2 separate regions of the Sus scrofa genome follow, and region 2 is linked to region 1. Evidence: chromatin contacts called from public Hi-C data. All regions are on one chromosome and are shown on one strand. The core of a region is the stretch at or near the end of the contact, and the rest is flanking DNA. Distances in the headings are between cores, read along the strand shown. Region 1 holds the start of LMTK2 (serine/threonine-protein kinase LMTK2). Region 2 overlaps LMTK2 (serine/threonine-protein kinase LMTK2).

What was found. Hi-C and Micro-C count contacts between places; a contact is called where the count stands out from the background.
Region 2: a Hi-C map of skeletal muscle shows a contact between it and region 1, with 2.1 times the contacts expected there. The contact joins the enhancer-like site here to the promoter of LMTK2 in region 1. A contact is called at or near these places in 2 of 5 promoter capture datasets (fetal skeletal muscle and liver), 12 of 47 Hi-C or Micro-C datasets (alveolar macrophages, blood, embryonic fibroblasts and 5 more) and 1 of 2 datasets of contacts at active chromatin or transcription factors (skeletal muscle).

The regions. Positions count from the first base shown.
Region 1 is chr3:5,320,913-5,324,123 of Sscrofa11.1, forward strand. LMTK2 (serine/threonine-protein kinase LMTK2) reads left to right here and starts at 1,326. Exons shown (of 14, transcript XM_021086090.1): 1 at 1,326-1,730. The coding sequence starts at 1,646.
Region 2 is chr3:5,371,997-5,374,873 of Sscrofa11.1, forward strand. All of the region lies in intron 6 of LMTK2 (serine/threonine-protein kinase LMTK2), which reads left to right. Among named protein-coding and RNA genes, the nearest start is that of BHLHA15, 37 kb to the right of the region's middle. Within about 2 kb of position 1,330, at least 25 of the 83 cell types and tissues checked have an H3K27ac peak or open chromatin away from gene starts, as enhancers often do. A contact at or near this core is called in liver, omental adipose tissue and skeletal muscle, where this site is marked.

The sequences.
Region 1 (3,211 bases), core at 76-2,575:
CACACAGCCTGAGCCCTCCCTGGCTTCCTCAAACTCAAAGTCCAGAGCTTCCTGATCCAAGGAGAAGCACAACAGGGTGACTGTGTCTCTTTTCTAGACCTTTGCCTCGCTTTCCTTTCCCAGGTAGACATCAGCAGACAGCCATAGAGGCTAACCCGGCACTTCCACATTCCAGCTATCTGTTTTCTTAGGTGTTTATTGGCTTGCCTTAATCATTCAGCAGATACTCTCTGGGCATAGTCTGTGTGTCTGTGCAGGGGGTTAGCACCACAGAGAGCTGGCATTTAGGATGGACGGTTGAGGAGTCTGGAGAACTGGGGAGGCTTTGAGGCTGCCAGTTGGTAGAGCTCCATCTGATAAAATTCACATCAGTCCTTCTCATGCACAAAACTGGACTATGAGTGCATTCTTCAGAAGAGCCCCGCATTTTCCCAACTTCCAGACCTCTGATCACTATGTTACTTCTCCTGGGAAAGTACTTTCTCTACCCTTGCTGAGGAAGGATGGTCTCTCCTCACCTGTTGGCTGCGCCTTGTGTATTGGTGGGGAGAGGCAGGCACCTAGGAACTGCTCCTTCCTGACGCTGAGACCAGGACCAGGCACCATCCCTTTAGAGGATGCCTAGTGGGGCCAGGGCCTCCACCAGTCCCGGGGTACTTGCCCAGCTGCCTCCGGGCACAGTTCCTGTCCTCAGGAAATTTACAATCTCAGGAACAAAAAAATATGGCAGGTGGGCTAGCAGTCTGCCCAGGGCCAGGGCGGGGCACTAGGAGGTGATAGTCATTTCTCCTGGGGCTGGGAAAGGCTGTCTTAGATGACGTCATCCTTCAGGTGAGTCTTGACGGCGGAAAGGGTGTGCTAGGTTACCGGGAGAGGACAGGGAAACAACCTGAGTTCAGGAGCTGAATTTAGTGGGTGCTAGGGGAGTGGTACTCTGTTCTCGTTGGGTTGGAAAAAAAAAAAAATCCCGAAGCTCCTTGATGGGTGATAGGATGTGTAGGTCAACCTAAGGAGGAAAGTCTAAAACGCCTCTTGCAGGTAGAAAAGGCAGAAGATAAAACAGGCCTATTTTTACATGTTTTAAAGTACTTAGAAAAAAATCAGAATGGATTCTGGATGCTTTTTATTATCTTCTTTATACTTCTCTTTTTTTAAATATTTAAAATAATTGTCGGCATCACCTGCTTCCCACGCACTCCTGGGTCTGCAGGGGGCGCACCGGGCGGCCGCCCTCCCTCCGCCAGGGCGATGGGCGGGGCCTCCGTGGTCTGTGTGGAACTGCTGATTAGAGGGATGGGCTGTCATTCACGCCGTCCCGCCCCCGCCCTACGTCACATGACGCAGCCCATCATGGCGGTGGGAGCGCGGCTGCCCGGGCCCGCGGCTCCGCAGAGCGGCTGCCGTTGCTGCTGTTAAGAGGCGGTGGCGGTGGCGGCGCAGACGGGCGGGCGGGAAGGATGGTGTGTCTGTGGTCTGAGCGGTGGGTGCGGACCAGGGGCCGGGCTGAGGTTGGGCTGAAGCGACGTGTGCTCTGGAGCAGCCGGCGCGGGTGCCGCTGAGGCGACGGAGGGAGGCAGGACCGACCGACCGACGGACGGACAGAAGACGACCCGAGAGCCGGCCCCCGAGCCGCGCTGTGGGCGAGATGCCGGGGCCACCGGCGTCGCTGCTGCTGCTGTTGCTGCTCCTGGCCGCCGGCAATGCCGGGGCCGCACCACTTCCGCAAACAGGTGCAGGTGAGCGGGCCCGAGGCAGGGACCCGGCTGCGGGGACTGGGCTGCGGAGCCGCTGCGACGGGGGCGGCGAGGAAGGAGGAGGCTGCAGGCCCGGTCCGGCCTCAGCGCCGAGGAATCGGAGGGCCTGCCGGGGCGAGAGGCCCGGGGAAGCGAGTGATTAGGGAGGTTCTGCCGCAGGGGCGTGGGGCGGAGGGAGCGGGGGCTGCCTCTCCAGGGCCGAAGCGGGGGCGAGGCGATGCGGTTGGGGCTAAGGAGGGCAGCAAGCGGGGCCGCAGCGACCGACACCCCCGCCCCGCCCCGGGTAGGCTGCAGTATCGGCTCTGGACCTGTTGCCCGAAGGTCCTCAGCCTACATCCCTTTTTGGCAGTTCTGCTTCCTTTTCCAGATGTCACCTGCCTCCTGTGCTTGTCTCACATCTTATAATAAGAACCGTTTCTTAGCCCTCATCATACTTAAATGCAAATGACTTGGGGGAGCTGCGCAGAGTTTCCTTCGCTCTTTGCAACTTGTTCTGAAGTTGTAAATTGATTTTAGACGCTGTGCTTTTTATTCGGATTGAATCTCTGGGGATGGGAAGGAAACAACTCTATAAATAGCTCTGTTTTAGGAAGCCAGTGATTGGAGTAGCAGTCTTTGAATAACTATTGACAGAATGGCCCAAGGGTGATTGAAGTTTCTATTTTAGCTACGTCAGTGTGTGATTTTTCTTCTTTTCTTCCCATTTTCTCCACATCATTTTCATTTGTGGTTTGTTTTCCCATATAAAACTTCAATCCAGGAAAGCATCCTAAGTTGGATACTTTTTTTAAAGGGAAAAAAAAAAATCTAGGCTAACTTGCTGTTATCTGTTGCTTATCTTTGGAATGAGAGGAGACTGAAATATCATAGATTCATGGAATTTTAGAGATAGAAGGGTCCTTAAGGACAATTTAGTCCAATCTTTTTGTTTTGCAGTTGAAGATCCTGAGGCCCTGGGCACCCCAAGGTGACACAGCTAAATTGTAGTTGGAGCCACAACTAAAACCCCTAGTAGGGTGATTTTTTTCCGCTTTACCACTTGAAGTCTCTTAGCTGTTTAGAATACTCTGGAGGTCAAGAGTTATTTTAGAATGATGTTAATTGGGGACAGAATGCAGAAGGTACTGTCTCTTGTAAAGACGTAGTTTTCAAATACATCTGCAACGAAAGTTACTCGTAACTGTTTCCACAGCCACACCACCTTTTGTCATTGAATGCCCTTAGGTTGAGTGTTAACTGGTAGCATTGTACCATGCAATGTATGGCTAAATTTCTGCCACTGCCTTAGATCAAATATTTGTAAGATGAATTCTGCTTTCTGATCTGATAGAGAAGAAGGGTGAATATTATGCAGAGTGTGCAGGCAGCCCAGGTTAGAGTCACAAAGTACCTGGGAAATATAAAAGACTGTGTGGGGAGATGCTGATATTGAAAGATACTGATGGTGAAATTGGAAA
Region 2 (2,877 bases), core at 80-2,579, 51 kb after region 1:
CAGGCTAGGGGTTGAATCAGAGCTGCAGCTGCCGGTCTACACCACAGCCACAACAACGCTGTATCTGAGCAGTATCTGTGACGCACACCACAGCTCATGGCAGCACCGGGTCCTTAACCCATGGAGGGGGGCCCAGGATTGAACTCACATCCTCATGGTTACGGATGGGGTTCTTTCCCACTGAGCCACAGTGGGAACTCCCCCACAGTCATATTCCTAAAAACAATGATTTTCCCCTCAAACAATTAAAATAGAATCACCATATGGTCTGACAGTTTCACTTCCAGGTTCCTATGTCCACAGTAGCTGAAAGCAGCTTCTCAAACAGATACTTTCATGCCTGTGTTCACAGTGGCCTTACTCACGGTCCGCGAGAGGTGAGAGCAGCCCAGTGTCGATGGAGGGAGGAAGGCGTGCGCCGCACGTGGTCCTCGCCTTCAGCAGGGTATCGCTCCGCCTGCGGGGCAGGGAAATGCTGACGCGCTCCAGGGCGGAGGAAGCTGAGAGATGAGCTCAGTCACAAAGACACGTGCTGCGCGATTCCACGTGCACGAGGGCCTTGCATGGACGGTGGGGCTCAGAGAGACAGGAGGTGGCGCGGTGGGCGCCAGGGGCTGGAGGTCGCGGAGCTGGTGTGGAACGGGGCCGGGGTGCCTGTGGGGTGATGAACGGCGTTCCGTGCGTGGATGCCGGGGATCCCGGATGTTCGGCAGCGCGCAGGGTCTCCGTGCCGCGGAACTGCACCCTTGGAAACAGGGTGGTCGTCGTGTGCGGTGAGCGCTTTGCCACACACACGAAAGCCTGGGGAATGGCCTCCTGTTCTGTCAGGTGCTGTGCCACCTGCGACCCGGGCTGGGAGGAGGCTGGTGTGCCCTTGGGAAATCTGTCGGTCAGCACTTGGAAGGACCAGTCTCAGTCCCAGTAGAGGCCTTTAACCCCGGGAGCCCTCCGCCCCGCCCAGCAGTGAGGTCACACTTGCCTCCCAGGGCGGTTCCGTGCCCATCGCCTCCCGAACCTAGTAAATTTCAGGGGGAACTGGGCTCCCCAGCATCAAGGACTAGGGCCTCAACAGGGGGCTCTGGCTCCGCGGTCACGTTCTCTGGTCTCTGTGCAGAGACCCTTATCAGCCCGTGAGCCGTGGAGGCGCCCACCTGCCTGCCTGCCCTGCAGGGACGGCCCCGCACGCATCAGAGCCTCTATCCAGCTGTGCCCCGCTCCCGTCCTGGAGGCCCAGAGCCTCCAGAAAGAGGCAGGCCTGAGCAGAGGGGCGTCGTCCAAGGCAGAACCGCCCTCTGGCCAGAGCCCAGGGGCTGCGGGCCAGCAGCCCAGGCCTGGTAATCGGCAGCTGCGGCCACCGTGAAAGGAGCCACTATCTTCGCGTGTTCTCAGTAGGTCGGGAGCCCTTGGCTGAACGCTGGCCCTTTCTGTCGTCACCGGCAGGATCATGCTCAGCAATACCGTCATTTAAGTAGAAAGGAGAGAATATTTTCGCACTTACTTAAGTAATTCTTTCTGAGATGGAATTACCAGTCTCTTTTTGAAAAGCACTTTATCTAAGCGTTTTTACCAAAGAAAATGAAAACTCTGCTGCGTTTGGTAGCTGGACGGCAGCCAGCGACCTGTGAGGCTGATGGTGCCGAGTTTACGGAGGAGCAGAGCTGCCCGGACCTGTGTGCGACTTGCTGGGGGGCCAGGATCACTCAGGGAACAAAAATGTACTGTGCGCCTGTGACACACAAAGAGCTGTGCCCCGTGCTCTGGGGACCCAGGCGAGTCACCCCGGGGTGAGCCGTGCCCCGGGAACGTGGGCGTGAGCCACCCTGTCCGGCCTTCCCGGCCTGCCTCACGTGTCTCACTTGGGTGTCACCTGGGGGGCTCCCTCCTCGCCCTGGGCCTCAGCCCAGGCGTCTGTGAGGTGATGGAAGGTCATCTGACCGGAAGGTGATGGCCGTGTGGTCTGAGCACAGGAAAGGGTGGCTGTGTTTATTCATGTCTCATTTCCTAAGTTAATTGAGAAGTAAGGGTTGGAGTGGATCTGTGGGGCAGCGCTGACCAGGCCTCACCTCCGAGGGTTGGTGGCGTTTGGTCTGAGCGGAGGGCCGCGTGGCTGGACTTGCTCAGCAGGAGAGGGGGCAGCGGGAGCCGGGCAGGGACGCCGGGCGGCGTGTGTGCTGGGGGGTCACAGGTGGTCCCTCGGGGCGTGGAGACGCGGTGGGAGAGGGCGCCGTCCCCTGAGAGACGGCGGCCGGGAGGCTGGAGGCCGAGGCGACTCGGGGGCGGGGGCGGGGGCGGGGCGGCACGGCCTGTGTCCTCAGAGGTAGTAGTTCCTTCTCTCACCCGACTCCGAAGCAAGAGGTGATAGTTTCTTTGCAGGGGAGCCTTCGTGGTGTCCTGGACGGACTTCCTCGATGCTGTTCAGCCAGGAGAGCAGGGGTGGCCTTCTGGAAGGGCCGGGGCGGGCCAGCAGCACGTGTGCCCCGAGGCTCAGGACCAGTCGGGGCCGCAGATCCCGGGCTCCCGGCGCTGGGGGCAGCCGAGCGGGGCCGCTGCCCTGGGCTGCCCCGTGCTGGGCCTGTGAAGTTTGCTGCTCCTCGGGGTCTCAGGATGAGAAAAGCGAGGCTGCGCGAGAGCAGGGGCTCTGAGGAATCCCACCCAGGTCTGACCTCGGAGCAGGCTTTCCGTTCTGCTCTTGTTTGTCCGCCTAATCGACCTGCCTGAGGCCACATGATGGCCGGTAGCGACTGCTCACGGCTAAATTTTATCCTGTGTACCTTTGTGCTGGGTGGCGTGATGTTCGTGCACGCATTTTCCACCAGTAGGAAGCCTCTGTTCTAACTGGCCCTTGGTACAGATACGGAAAACGCCTGGTTCCTGGCC